Regions from separate parts of the Gossypium hirsutum genome. Here region 2 is linked to region 1. The links are chromatin contacts, called in public Hi-C maps. All regions are on one chromosome and are shown on one strand. The core of a region is the stretch at or near the end of the contact, and the rest is flanking DNA. Distances in the headings are between cores, read along the strand shown. Region 1 holds the start of LOC107899228 (protein BIC1). Region 2 holds the start of LOC107899223 (CAAX prenyl protease 2).

What was found. A called contact is a pair of places that touch in the nucleus more often than the background predicts.
Region 2: a Hi-C map of leaf shows a contact between it and region 1, with 2.1 times the contacts expected there. The contact joins the promoter of LOC107899223 here to the promoter of LOC107899228 in region 1. A contact is called at or near these places in 3 of 34 Hi-C or Micro-C datasets (callus and leaf).

What each region holds. Positions count from the first base shown.
Region 1 is chrD04:36,126,611-36,133,555 of Gossypium_hirsutum_v2.1, reverse strand. LOC107899228 (protein BIC1) reads left to right here and starts at 4,172. Exons shown (of 1, transcript XM_016824880.2): 1 at 4,172-4,879. The coding sequence starts at 4,327. The coding sequence ends at 4,761.
Region 2 is chrD04:36,407,961-36,414,905 of Gossypium_hirsutum_v2.1, reverse strand. LOC107899223 (CAAX prenyl protease 2) reads right to left here and starts at 3,146. Exons shown (of 8, transcript XM_041091343.1): 1 at 2,765-3,146; 2 at 2,389-2,448; 3 at 2,059-2,271; 4 at 1,652-1,763; 5 at 1,194-1,265; 6 at 902-964; 7 at 445-522. The coding sequence starts at 2,974.

The DNA of each region.
Region 1 (6,945 bases), core at 2,923-5,422:
ATGATAGGTTAATTAAATGAAAAAAATTATTTTATTTTCATCATCTTCCCCAAATTTCTATGGAAACCGAGAAATAACTTTAAGCAAGCTTAATTGGTTAAGTAATCATGTCTTATTTTTAGTAATTTTTATATTTTTGATATCGTAATAACCTAATCTATCTATTTTAGGGATCAATTTGTAAAGTTATCATAGTATTAAAATTTTTCCATGGATGAGTATGCTAAAATTTTGAAATTTTATGGTAGAAAAAGAAAGGTTGTTGATAGATAAACAACTTTTGTAAAGGAAATTTTCATGAAATTGTGATTTAGGGACTAAACTGAAAAGATGGAAAATTTTTTATTTTTTTTAAAATACATGGACTTTTATTGTTATATGAAAAATTCGGCTAGGCTTGGAATAAGAATTAAATTGCATGAATTTCATTTTCCGAGCCTAGAGATGAAATTGGAATTAATCAAAAGTATAGGGGTAAAATGATACTTTTTCCTAAGATGTAAATTGGATTGAATTGAATATGAAATTGTTAAATTGATGTTAAATTCATTTATATAGATCCGGAAATATCAAATAAGGAGTTAGATCGAGGAAAATAAAAAGTGTCGGATTAGTAGAAAATCATATACGAGCAAATGACGAGGTACGTTTGTGTAACTAATTTGTGTATATTTATATGTTTGAATTGAATGTTGTGTATATGTGAATTGAATAAATGTTATGAAAATATGAAATTGATCACATGTTCAATAATGCTTGATAAGTAATAAGTCTCATTTGAATAAATGAAATTCGATGGATACAGGATATTCGTATTAGTTGTGGTCTTGCATATGTTGCGGACACACCATAGCTTGAAAGAGCATCCTGTTACATGGTTCCTGCGAGCATCTCGATCGGTATTTGTCCTACATATGTTGCGGATATACTGTAGCTCTTTGTGAGCGTCCTGCTATATGACCGGTATTGATCCTGCATATATTGCGGACATACCGCAGCTCTTTATGAGCGTCCTGATATAGGCTCTTTGTGAGCTTCCTGATAATAGCTCTTCGGAGTTACCTGTTAAGCTCACATGAGCTTTCTGTTTCAAACTCTTATGAGTTTCCTGTCATAGCCCGGATAAACTTCTTGTTACATGGCTCACATGAGTTTCCTGTTATATAGCTTGAGAGAGTGCTTCTTGATTATGTACTCTAATGAGTATCCCTGAAGAATTGACGGATTACAGTTTTTGTACACTTTAAGTGTACTACATGTGTGTCCATAAATATTTCAAATAAATTCAATGGGAAAAGTTTCGACATGTGCCAAACTGAACTTGAGATGATTTGTTATGAAAATGTACATGTTGTATGGAAATATGATAAGAAAAATATATGAATATAAAACTTATTATATGATGAGCTCATTCATGTTTCTTGACAATTGTGTGAATTACAATGACTAACATGTTTGATGAAATTGGTTGTTTAGGCCATTAGTAAAATTCTTGGATGCATTTTGTATGTTTACTTTAATGGAAATGAATGGTAAGTTAAATTTCCAATTATACGAACTTACTAAGCATTAAATGCTTACTTTGTTTTAATTTCTCTGTTTTATAGTACTCGGAAGCTCGTGAAGGTTGGAACTTGGTCGGAGACACATCACACTATCCCTCGGACTTCTCGGTATATAAAGCAAGCTAACTTTTGGTATAATGGCATGTATAAGCTAAGTTAGGTATAATGATGAAATATTTTGGTTGTAACTAGCCATTGGAATGGCTAGTGTAAGGCATATATTGATGTAATTATATAAAGCCTTATCAGGTTTGATGTGTGATAAAGTGGTGAGATGATGGGAAGGATACTAACCTATTGATGAATGGTTTTGAATTAGCATAATTGATAAAGTAAGCTTATAAGCATAAATGTGTTTTTGGTAAGTTTAAACACTTGCACATATAAGATAATATGTCATGCATAAAACTTGGTATTGGCATTGATTTGAGGGTTATGAATTGGCTTGTGAATGTGTTTGGATGATGTTGTAGGTGAATGGAAAATTCGGTGAGAAAAGTGGCCTAAAAATGGCCTATTTTTCATCCACACGGGCAGAGACACAGGCATGTGTCTCAGCTGTGTATGACACATGGCCATGCGCATGGGCATGTGGTTTGGCCATATATCCCCTGCACCTAATTTTCGAAAATTAAATTGTCCACATGGCTTAGCACACGGGCGTGTAGCTGGCTGTGTGACCCAAGTCAGAGAGTTACACGAGTATGGACACGGGTTGGGACATGGTCGTGTGCCTCACATCGAATGCCCACACAGCCTGGGACACGAGCGTGTCACTTGGCCATGTGAGCCACACGGTCTAGCCACACGGGCATGTGTCCCCTACACCTAAGAAATAATTTTAAAATTTCGCGAAAAATTCCCCGAGTTCTTGATTTAATCTCGACTTGTTTCTAATGCATAAATTGGGTCTCGAGGGTCCATATAAGGGACATTATGATTGAATAGGTTAGATTTCGAATATGAATAATAAATGATACAATTTGATTATATTTAATGTGTAAACTCTGGTAATGCTCCGTAACCTTGTTCCGACGACGAATATGGGTTAAGGGTGTTACAAATCAACATAGTCAATTGCTCTTATACTCGAAAGAGATATTAGCATAATTTAGAGAATTTCTACGGATCAATATACTAAGTAAAGAAATTGCGTAATTTAGATTGATAGTGACAGAGGAAATCTAGGCGGATTCTTTCCTGGGTATTGTTTTGCTTATTGATTATTAATCAATTATTTTCCTGATTTATTTTTTATCGTGTTCCTTAGTTAATTAATTTAGTTAATTTTCATTTTAACCAATCACTCGAATTATTCAGTTAAATAATAGAAAGATAGTTATTACTAGTATTTTTAGTTTTTGTGAGGACGATATCTTTATTCACCTAGTTATACTATTAGTTGATAAATACACTTATCTTAGTTAAATTTTTAGTTAATTTCGCAATACACCAACAAATGAACACAAACAGAAGGAGAGGGGAGAGAATAGTTGTTAGTGTACATCAAGAACAAAGAAAAAATATCTCTAAACATTTGTCTATATCTCATTCAAAGAATATTTTTTTGTGAATTTATTTTATTCTGTTTCCTCAAATGAAAACCAACTACCCGATTGGCTAATATATTATTCAAAACCAACTACCCGATTGGCTAATATATTATTCAAAGAAATCATGGTTTTCTTTTATTTATTTATTCCTATGTCTATCCAAAAATAAATAAAAATAGAACTCAACATGAACCTCACAATCCCTCCCGAAAAAATCCATCGAGGGAATCATATGCCGAGATTTCACTTTCCTCTTTTTCCATACTAAAATTTGATTTTTAAAATTATTAAATAATAAATTAAAAGAACTAAGTTTAGTTTTTAAAGTTGTCTTTAAAATGAAAATTGTATCCTAAATATATAAAATTAATATTTAAATTCTAAACTTATAAAAATTTTAAAATAAAATAAGTCAAATTATGTTATTAGGTCATTTATTTTGTGTAAGTTGTGTCCGTATACTTTTTGAAATTTAAAATTTTAGTCCTGACCAATTTGTAGCAGTTAAATTTGTTTGGTTAACTTATGCTACTAGTCCTATATTATGCCTAAAGTTATAGATTTAGTCTATGTTCTTCAACTAGATCATTTGTAGTAGTTATATTTTTTTAATTTCGATATATCAGTCTGAATGCAAACGACAATTGTTAAATCTATTAACCAATTCTTTTTATAAATAATATATAAAAATAACAAATTGTCATAACATTAGCCATACGATAATATGTTTGATGTATCAAATTATGAAAATAATAGAACTAAAATATTCAAATTTCTAAAAGTACAAGAATTAAAAATAACAAAATTAAAGCACAAATGCTAAATCTACTGCTTATACTAAGTTTAAGCCCTAATAACAAAATTTGACCAATAAAACAAGTGTGAGTAACCAAGATTCTAAATACTCCAGAGCGAGTTCTGGAAGATGAAGGAACATGGAAGTAAACCACACAAAATGCAGTACTACTTAAATTTAACCTACCTTCGGAAGAAGACACGTAAGATTCTTAGTTGCCATACAAAAACAAGACAACACATGTAAAGTCTTTGACAGAGAGATGACGTGTAAACCAACTCCCCACCCATTCTCTCTTTGCTTTTATTCCCACATATCAACTAAACCCCCCTTCCCCCCTCTCTAAAATCTAATCTTTCTATCTTCTCTTTCAACCCTCACCCATCCGCCTAAACCCTTTCCCTTCCATTTTATGAACGTACTACATCCTCAAGACATGAAAAACACGACACCCCACCAGCCGCCAGAACAACCCAACGAAACTCAGCAGCCCGACCGCGATGGAACAAGCTCTGGGATGGAAACATGTCATGTGAAGTGTCGTGGGTCTTCACCGGCTCCGGAAGTAGGAGCGGATCATGAGGTTAAAGAAGAAGAAGCAATGAGGGCGGATGAATCTGAAGAAGACAATGGACGGGAGAAACTGAAGAGGCATAGGATTGAAGTGGCGGGCAATGTTTGGATTCCTGACATATGGGGTCAAGAAGAGCTTTTGAAGGATTGGATTGATTGTTCTGCATTTAATGATTCTTTGGTGCCTCATGGGATCATGTCAGCTCGTGCTGCTTTGGTTGAGGAAGGAAGAAGAGCCAATTCTGGCGGATTTAGAATAGAAAACAGGTGTTAAAATTATTATTATTATTATATAGTATTATTTCCTTTCGTGTGTTTTAGTTAATCAAGATTGAGATAAAAAAAAAGGATACATTTTAATAATGGATGGTTTGATTTCATTTTCTGCTTTACGTATGAGATTTGCCAGAGTTATTATGTTGCTACTTTTATATTTTATATTTTTTTATGATAAATGAAATTTGATTTAGTTATGTTATGACATACAAACAGGAAAAAGAATAATAAACTATGGAATCTAATGGATGTCACTTCACCGACTAATTAAAGATATGATTTCGATTTTATAATCTAATCTTTACCAGCTCATTCAGGATAGAAGATGCAGTATGTGAGGTTAGTCAAAATCATGGTTATCACCAAGAGCACATTGTGGGGGAGAAACTTAGCCCAACCCTCCAACACGGCTGACCTGGTTCAGTGGTGCAAATCATTGGGGGATTTTCTGAAGATGACAAATTAAGAACTATACTACTTTTTTCTATACAGCAGTTGCTCGTGCTTTTCTTTTCTTTTCTTTTTCTGCATTGGCCAATTTGTTACTAAAATTCATGTCCCGTATCGGCCAAAGCAGTCAGTGTCTACCTTGAATCAGCTCGCTGGTGTAATCGACAAGGTGATGCCGTAAATAAAAGGAAAAAGAAACGGTGAAATAGGAAAATCCTTTTTTACTATCAATGCTTCGATCGAAGGTTGGAATCTAAGAGGGTTTTATGGATGAATAACCTTAGCAAAAGGCCAAGGGAGTTCGAAATAGGAAAATTCTAACAAAACAATATTGTAGGTGGGCTGCTGGTTCAACATGCTTGGCCTAAGTGATGGAAAATACCGTCTAACAGTCAGACTAGTAAAGCTAAAGAAATGGACATTTACTAACAAGTTGCATTTTATTTTGATTATTTTCTGGATGGTTTTGCTATCATTCAAAGGCAATTATTAGAACATTTCATAAGATGACAAAAAAGTGCCCACTAACTGAGCCAACCACCACACTAAAGTATTCAACCATGCATAAAGAAATTATCTATACTTGTGATTTATATTCATTTCTACTTTTATGCACATGTACTGAATTTTAAAAAATAAAAATAAAAAATCAAACCCTCACGCATTACCTACAATAAAGAATATAATCCTTGTTAATTTCCATGAGAGGGAATCTTACCCCAGAGCATCATTGTACTGAATTTACGACCTTGGCATGAGCCGCCTTCATCAATAGCAATTTATATGAAGCTCCATTCATCACTACTAGAACCACAAATTAAACCAATCTGCAACGTAGCCATCTTCATAACCTAAAAAGTATAAAGGTATCCTGGCAAAAACTTTTGATATGCACATCATTCGTTCAATTTTGCCGAAACTTAAAACAATCATCTTGTTAGTGGGAGTTATAATTGCTAACAAACATCAATTGTAACTTAAGGAAAAACTGACAGAACATTATAGCTTTTGTGGCATGTATTACAAACTCATGAAAGAATGAATCTATTCATCAAAGTTAACTATACACTATAGCAGTCATACATTATATAACATTAGAACTCTCAACTGATTTACAAACAATACTTTAATAGAGTCTAACAGACCCTAACTAATACAGTTAGTCTAACATTCCCCCTCCAGTATCTGGACACAAACTACTGACAACAACAACATTCATTTGATCTCGACATCGGGAAAAAGCTCCAAACGTCAATGGTTTGGTCAACACATCAGCCACCTGATCACACCTAGAAACAAAATTCATGCAAAGCTAATCACTCAAAACCATTTCACAAACAAAATGAATGTCCAACTCCACATGTTTCACTCTAGCATGTAGCACAGAATTAGCAGCTAAGGAGACTGCACTAGAATTATCACACCAAATAACTGGTGTACCACTAAGTTTTAAGCCTATCTCGGTCAACAGAGAATGAAACCACGTCAATTCAGATGTCGCATTAGCTAAACTTCGATATCCAGCTTCTATAGTAGACTGGGATACAACACGCTATTTCTTGGACATCCAACCCACAAGATTATCACCAAGATATATACAAAACCCAGAAGTGGACTTGCGATCCTCAATCGAACTTGCCCAGTCAACATCACTAAAACCAGTTAAACCCATACTTGATGCTTGAAACAACGACCCATAATCAATTGTGACCTTAACATACCGCAAGATACG
Region 2 (6,945 bases), core at 1,897-4,396, 280 kb before region 1:
TACAACAATTGGATGGGCAAAGTCAAAAAGCCATGCCGAAAGATTACAACAAGATTTGATCATGAAATGGTTCAAAAATACAACTATACTCATTTCATCGTTTGTTTATACTATTACTATTCCATCTAGTCAATGCTCCGGTTTGGCAAACAACCCATGTCAGACCAAAAGGTCCTTCCCCTTTGGACTGTCATTCCTATTGATTCCATGAACAATATCCTTGCCAACATCTGCAATTATTGGTATTCTCATTGTAGAGGTCGGGTTGTGTTATAGGAAACAAAAGCCACACAAATGATACCATTCCAGCTACGAATGCGATGCTAACTAGCCCTATCAATATAACGGACCAAAAAGGTAATCAATTTCTCCAGGCATACATCCTAGTACACTCAGAGAGCAAAATTATAAAGGGACTCAAGTAATAGAAACTCTAATCCGTACCTTTCCCATGTTCAAACAGCACCGGCAATCCCATATAATTGCAAAATGCATGGGCAACTAAAGGAGCGACAATGTTTCCTGCAAAGAATTAATACACGTAGAATCAATGAGGCAGAATGATAAAGTGTAATGAGACAATAAACTAACCCATAGCAAAAACACCTGTATTGTTCTAGATCTGTATAACAAAATATCACAATAATAAGAACAATAACAATCAAATTCCCCTTTTATCTGCTTCCAGGTTATTTTCTACCTAGGGTCAATACTACAGCAACTGCATCCATATTTCACCATTTTTTATCTATTCCTAATTTACAGAAAGCTGAAATGAGTAAACGAAAAAGAAATCTCTTTCCAACACAAAAGGAAACCAGAAATGGAGTGGGACCAATATGTACTTAGGAAAAAGATCAAAAAAAAGGCAATAACATTTATCAGCAAAATAACCACCAACCCGTTCGAATGAAGAGAAATGAAGCGTATGAACCGAAGACCACAGTGTAGCCAAGCTGGAGACCTAAGAAACACATCACAAGAAGCAACAATGTATTAGCATCTAAAAGACATAAAACAACATTCTTGTTCCTAAAACAAGGTGTCAAAAGCTTCAAAGCCAACCAAAGTTTCTACCTAAAAGACAAAAGCAATCAACCCACTCTACACTTATATTATATAAATATATATTGTCTTTCCTCTTAAAATAACATTCCAACCATCACATTCAAGCAGGAAAATCTAGTTTGTACCTACAACCAAGGAGGCTTTAAGCAAGCTATAGTTATGTCGGCTGTAGATCTCCATCATATGGTTCAAATGTGCTGCAAGACATTGACAAAACAGAGTTGAAACAGTTTATATGCCATTCAACTCAATATGCAATGTGGCAGAAATAGAAAGCATTATGGTTAACAAATGCAATAAATGCACAAGCACATATAATTGAGCAACATCTGCAAATATGAACAAGAACATGCAAAGTTGGATAATAACATTTTAAAAATGGATCATTTCGTGCCAACCTTATCCTTTTTAACTTCTTTATACTGTGGTAAAAGTTAAAAAAACAGATTGTTGCACCGATACATACCAGTATATAGGCAATGAAAGCATGTCTAAGCTATTACAAATACTTAACACCCAAAGGAAAAAGATAATAAATCCTCTCATGAATGATCAAACTGTGTTTAACAAAAAAAGGACTCACCTAAACTGAAGAAAGTAGGGCAGAGAAAAATGGCATTGTATGCTTTAAATCCCCCACAAAGAAGTAATGGAATCATACATGCTCTAAACACCAACTCCTCCGTTACTGGTGCCTGTTCATTAAAGTACTATTAAGGACAGAAGACTGAAGAAACAGGGAACAATTTCGAAAACTTCCTTCTAATTTTCAATTATTGCTATTCTCCTAAGAAGGATTGTTAAACATTGAACAATAAGCAGGACATGTAACACAATATTCAATCCATTTGGAAGACTACTTTCTAGAATAAGCAAGCACAATGCAACCTTTTCAACAATAAAATATTGCAAACACACCCTACTTACAGACCTTACAATTATTTGCATTCACCCAAAAGATGAAGAAATTTAAGTGGTAAGCATACTAACCACAATAAAATTCCTCCAGAATAAAACATTGGAAGCTACTGAAGACATCTGGCCCGGGAGGCTAAGAAGGGTACTTTTTATACAACCTAACAGTGGTTCTCCCTCTTGATGTCTATGCTCCTTCCACTTATTTACCAATAACATGGACTTGAGCATCAAAGATCCAGCATACATAAGAGAAGTCAAGAAAAGAGGAAAGACCATTGCTTGCCACTGTTTCACACATAAAATTGCATTTCAAGAACTGATTTTGAACCAGCATATCATAAACATAAATAATAAATCCATAACAACAATGTAGGAAATATACTCCATAAGTATGATTCTTACAAAATGGTCCGATCGAATGCCATAAACCCCAAACGAGTAAGATGCCTCCCCACTTGTTATCTACGCATAATCGAACATTGTTAGAATAATAAAAAAAGGAACAAACGTGTTTTGGATATAAAAAAAAATAATAACACTTTTGTAAAACGCAAAATGGATGATTTTACTTTCACATGAAAATGTTAAATGGCTTTAGTTCAATGCATGTTAACAATTCAATCGTTCGCTCATCTCTAATTATATATGAGTTCACTTTTTAGCTCAACGAATAAAGTTTCCACTTACTTCACAGAATGACAGAAATCTCAACTTCGTTCATAATTATATAATAATAAATGAGTGAAATAAAAATGAGAGACAAAGGAAAGAGGTATACCGGAAGGACGAGAGCGCAGAAAATAACGGACGCGACGGAGCAAACGGCGGCGCAAATGAACCGTCGGATCATGAAATTCTCGTAGGATTGGGGAGGCGGGAGGCGGAGGATCAGAGTAGGAGCATAAAGAATCGCAACATAAAACAGTGTCATAGCGATGCAAGCAATCACCGCTACTGGCTTCGATAACCTACCTTCGCTCTCTTCCATGTCTGGATTCGGAGAGGCGGCAGCCAGGATCGCCGGAGAGAGGAAGAGAAGGTGGGAAAGAAAAGCCGGTTCCGGTTCAATATCTTCTCCGTTTGATACCCTTTCAGTGAGAAGGGGTTTCGGGTTTTGACTTGGGGCGGTTCTTGTTTGAGGGTTTTTGGGTCACTTCAAAGCCTCCAATTAAATTTGGGCCGAAAAAAACCCCTCATTAACACTTCATTTCCAGTCAGCTCCCAGGCGAAACCATTCCCCAAAAAAAATGATTTTTTTTAATTTTTACTTAATCAAATGGAATTATTCAGTTTTTAATTAACTTCAAAAAGTTGTTTAAATTTCAAGTTTGAGTCGTGTTAAATTTTAAAATTTAAATAACTCAATAATTTGAATAATTCAAATAACACATTAATATAAAAGTCTTGCTGGTTCCTTCTAATTTTGAAAATAAGAAAATTTATCTCTCTCTCAATAAAAATTAAAATAATTTTTAAAATTCAAAAAAATTATACAAATTCTAAAATTTATATTTTTAAAAAATTATAAATATTAAAAATATTAAAAATTCTAAAGTATATAAAAAATTAAAAATTTTAAAAACATTTCTAAGATAATAATTCTGGGACCTAAATAAGTAAATTGATAATTTAAATTTATCATATTAAAATATTTTTTTTCACTTATTGCATTGAAAGGGTTTTCAAATATATATAATTTCAAATTTATATGCTCTAACATGGAATTAGTTATATTGTAACAAGATTTTAATTTGACATGTTTAATTTTTTTTAATTTAACTTGAACAATTTCACTCAATTCGATTTGACTTGACTCGAATTTCATTTTACTCGACTCGATTAGGAAAAAATTCAAATCGAGTTAAGATGATAAAATGAGACTCGTCAACTTGATAACTCGATTAACTTAAAATTTTCACTTGATCCGAATGAACGCTCATCTTTAGCTGCCATGATAATTTTTTGGGTAAATTCTCATATAGTCACCCAAGTTTTAGCGTGTTCTTATTTCAGTCACTCAATTTTTTTTGTTAATTTAGTCACTCTCATTAAGTTAATTTCCTATTTTAGTCACTCTACTGTTAAAATGCGCTAGTTACTAGACTGAATGATGAATGACAAACTTTTGATTGGTATGATAATAAATTTAGTTCTTAACATTTTACACATTCTATTAATTTTGGTCCTAATTATTAAAAAAAATCAACAAATTTAACCCCAAATGTTTACACATTCTATCAATTTGGTTCTAATTATTTAAAAAAATTTTACAAAGTGTCGCGTGACACAACTCAATTAGAATGTGCCACGTGGCACTTCAATCCAATAAGAAAGTGCCATGTGGCATCCATATGTAATAAAAATAAAAATAGATTCTAAAAAATAAATAAAAATTATAAAAATAAATTAAATAATAAAAATGTAATAAAAAATTATAAAAATATACCATGTGACTTTGATTGGTGTTGATCGATGTTGACCAAAGGTTTGTACGTTGAAGTGGCAATCCCTAATCGGGTATGTGTTCCAGATAATATTAATAATATGAATAGACAAGATTTAGTCAATCCAAGGTCCTTGTTTGAGGAGCCTCCAAAACCCAAATGGATGCATAATTAAGATTAGGGGTGAATAAAACTCAATTTAATTCAAAAAAATTAGAAAAAAAATCAAATGTCGAGTTAATTAGATTGATTTTTTTGATTTTTTTGAGTCAACTTGAATAAGTAATTTTAATTTTAATTTTGAGTCGAATTGAATTTACAATTTAAATAACTCGAATAATTCGAATAACAGATTGGTGTAAATAGTCCTTTGGTTCTATCAATTTTGAAAATGAGCAATTTAGTCTTTCTCTCAACAAAAAAATCAAAATAATTTTAAAATATTTATAAAAATTTCAAAATTTATATTTTTAAAAAATTTTAAATTTTTTTTTTAAAAAATCTAAAGAATATATAAAGAAAGTTAAAATTTTAAAATAATAATTTTGGGGACCAAAATAAGTTAATTAATGATTCAAGTTTATCATATTTTCTTATTTTGCTTTGAAAACTTTTTCAAATATATGTGGTTTCAAATTTATATGCTCATGGATGTAGTTATACATTAACAGGATTTTAATTTGACATGTTTAATTTTTTTAAATTTAATTATAGAAATTTTACTTGATTTGACTCGACTTGAATTTCATTTCACTCGACTCAATTCGAAAAAACTTCAAATCGAGTTAGGATGAAAAATTGGACTAAATCAAATAAAATTCAAAACTTAGAATTGACGACTCTAGGTGAATATTTAGGTAGATGATACCAAGAGGAGAGCTTATTGAGAACCAATTAGGTAGTTCGAAGTTAGTTCGGTGAGGTCGAGAGATAAACCAGACCAAATCTTCTAATATGATAAAATGGTGACCGAGAGGTAAAATTGAACCAATTAGAAGTTTAAAATTTTTAGTTCCCTAATCCAAACACTAATCAACAACATGGAAGTCAACCAACCACTTGTGTTCATTGAATTGTTATTGTGTATTTTTCACTATTTTACAATTTAGTCCTTAGCGTTAGATAGTTAATTAGTGTAATTACCCATTGATTATAATTTGTCGTAATATAATACTTAGTGAGTAATTATGTAGACTTCCTACTTGCATGCTTGCTCCACATTAATCACTTTGTCCCCGAACTCTCTTAGGATCAATCATTGGAATACTCGAGATGTTCCATTGTAACACTATAAATATTAAAACTGACTTGTCACACTTGTAGTACACTACTAGATTATTGATTGTATTTGTGTTGATTCATAGTCTCGGCGCACACACGTCAGGGTGCGATCAATGCCTATTTACAATATGAGAGTCCTTAGGTATTTAAACTCTATACATTCTTATCCTTTAGGATTTACAATAATTACATTGGTAACTCTAGTTTTACTAGAGTATTTCATTAGGCCACCAATGCTTCAAGTAGATGGGTTTCTCCATTTGTTACACGAATCGGGCCAGTACAAGTGAGTCCAATAAGCCCCATTTAATCAATTGACCTTCATGGGACATTCTGTGCGTATTTGTCACGGGCTTAGATTTGCGACCCCTGACACTAGCACAGTGCGAGCATTTATGTTAAAAATTAACTTGTATGTTACGAAATTCAAATATAATTTTCTTATCGTTAGATTAAGTTACTATTTCGATAATTTTTGTATCTGCTTAACTTATAAATAGGTGAATGTACTTAAGAGGTCCCTTTATTATAGGAATCTGATCAAATTAGTCTTTCTACTATTAGACAAATATATTTAGTCTATGTACTATTACAAAAAATTAAAAAAGACCAAATTTGAGTAGAGTTAACATTTGTTGTTTAAAAAGTATCATTTATCGTTTAACAGAGTTAATATTTTTTAAATTTTTTATGATTTTGTAAATGAAATCTTTTGTTTGGAATTAAACTACAATTGGAAAAAAAAATTCAAGATATTTTGTATACAATAAATGTAAACTCTATTACGTTTTGAATTTATTTGATTCTTTTTAATAATAAAAAGGTTACAGAGAATAGTAGTTTTGCCAACATTGTCAAGGCCCAGTACGAGAATTTGAGCTTCTCTGTTACCGAACAGAGAGGAGAACTGTTGTCAACCCTACCGAGATAAAAGAGCCACAATCACATCAGCGAGATAGGTAATTTAAGGAATTTAAAAAAGAATCATTTTGTCGAGTTTATAAGAATCATAAGAACCATCTGGCAACAAAAACTCTAAACCACTTTTTTTTTCAAAAATATAATGCGGTCAATGAACTATGCTCAAGCGTGCGTTTGAGATCTGAGTAATGAACACAACAATATGAAACACACACACAAATAAACAAACAAAATAATAATATTAAGTCTCGTATATTTTCCAGGGAAACAAACGGTAGTAGGGATTGCTGATTCGTAAGTAGATTGGAGAGGG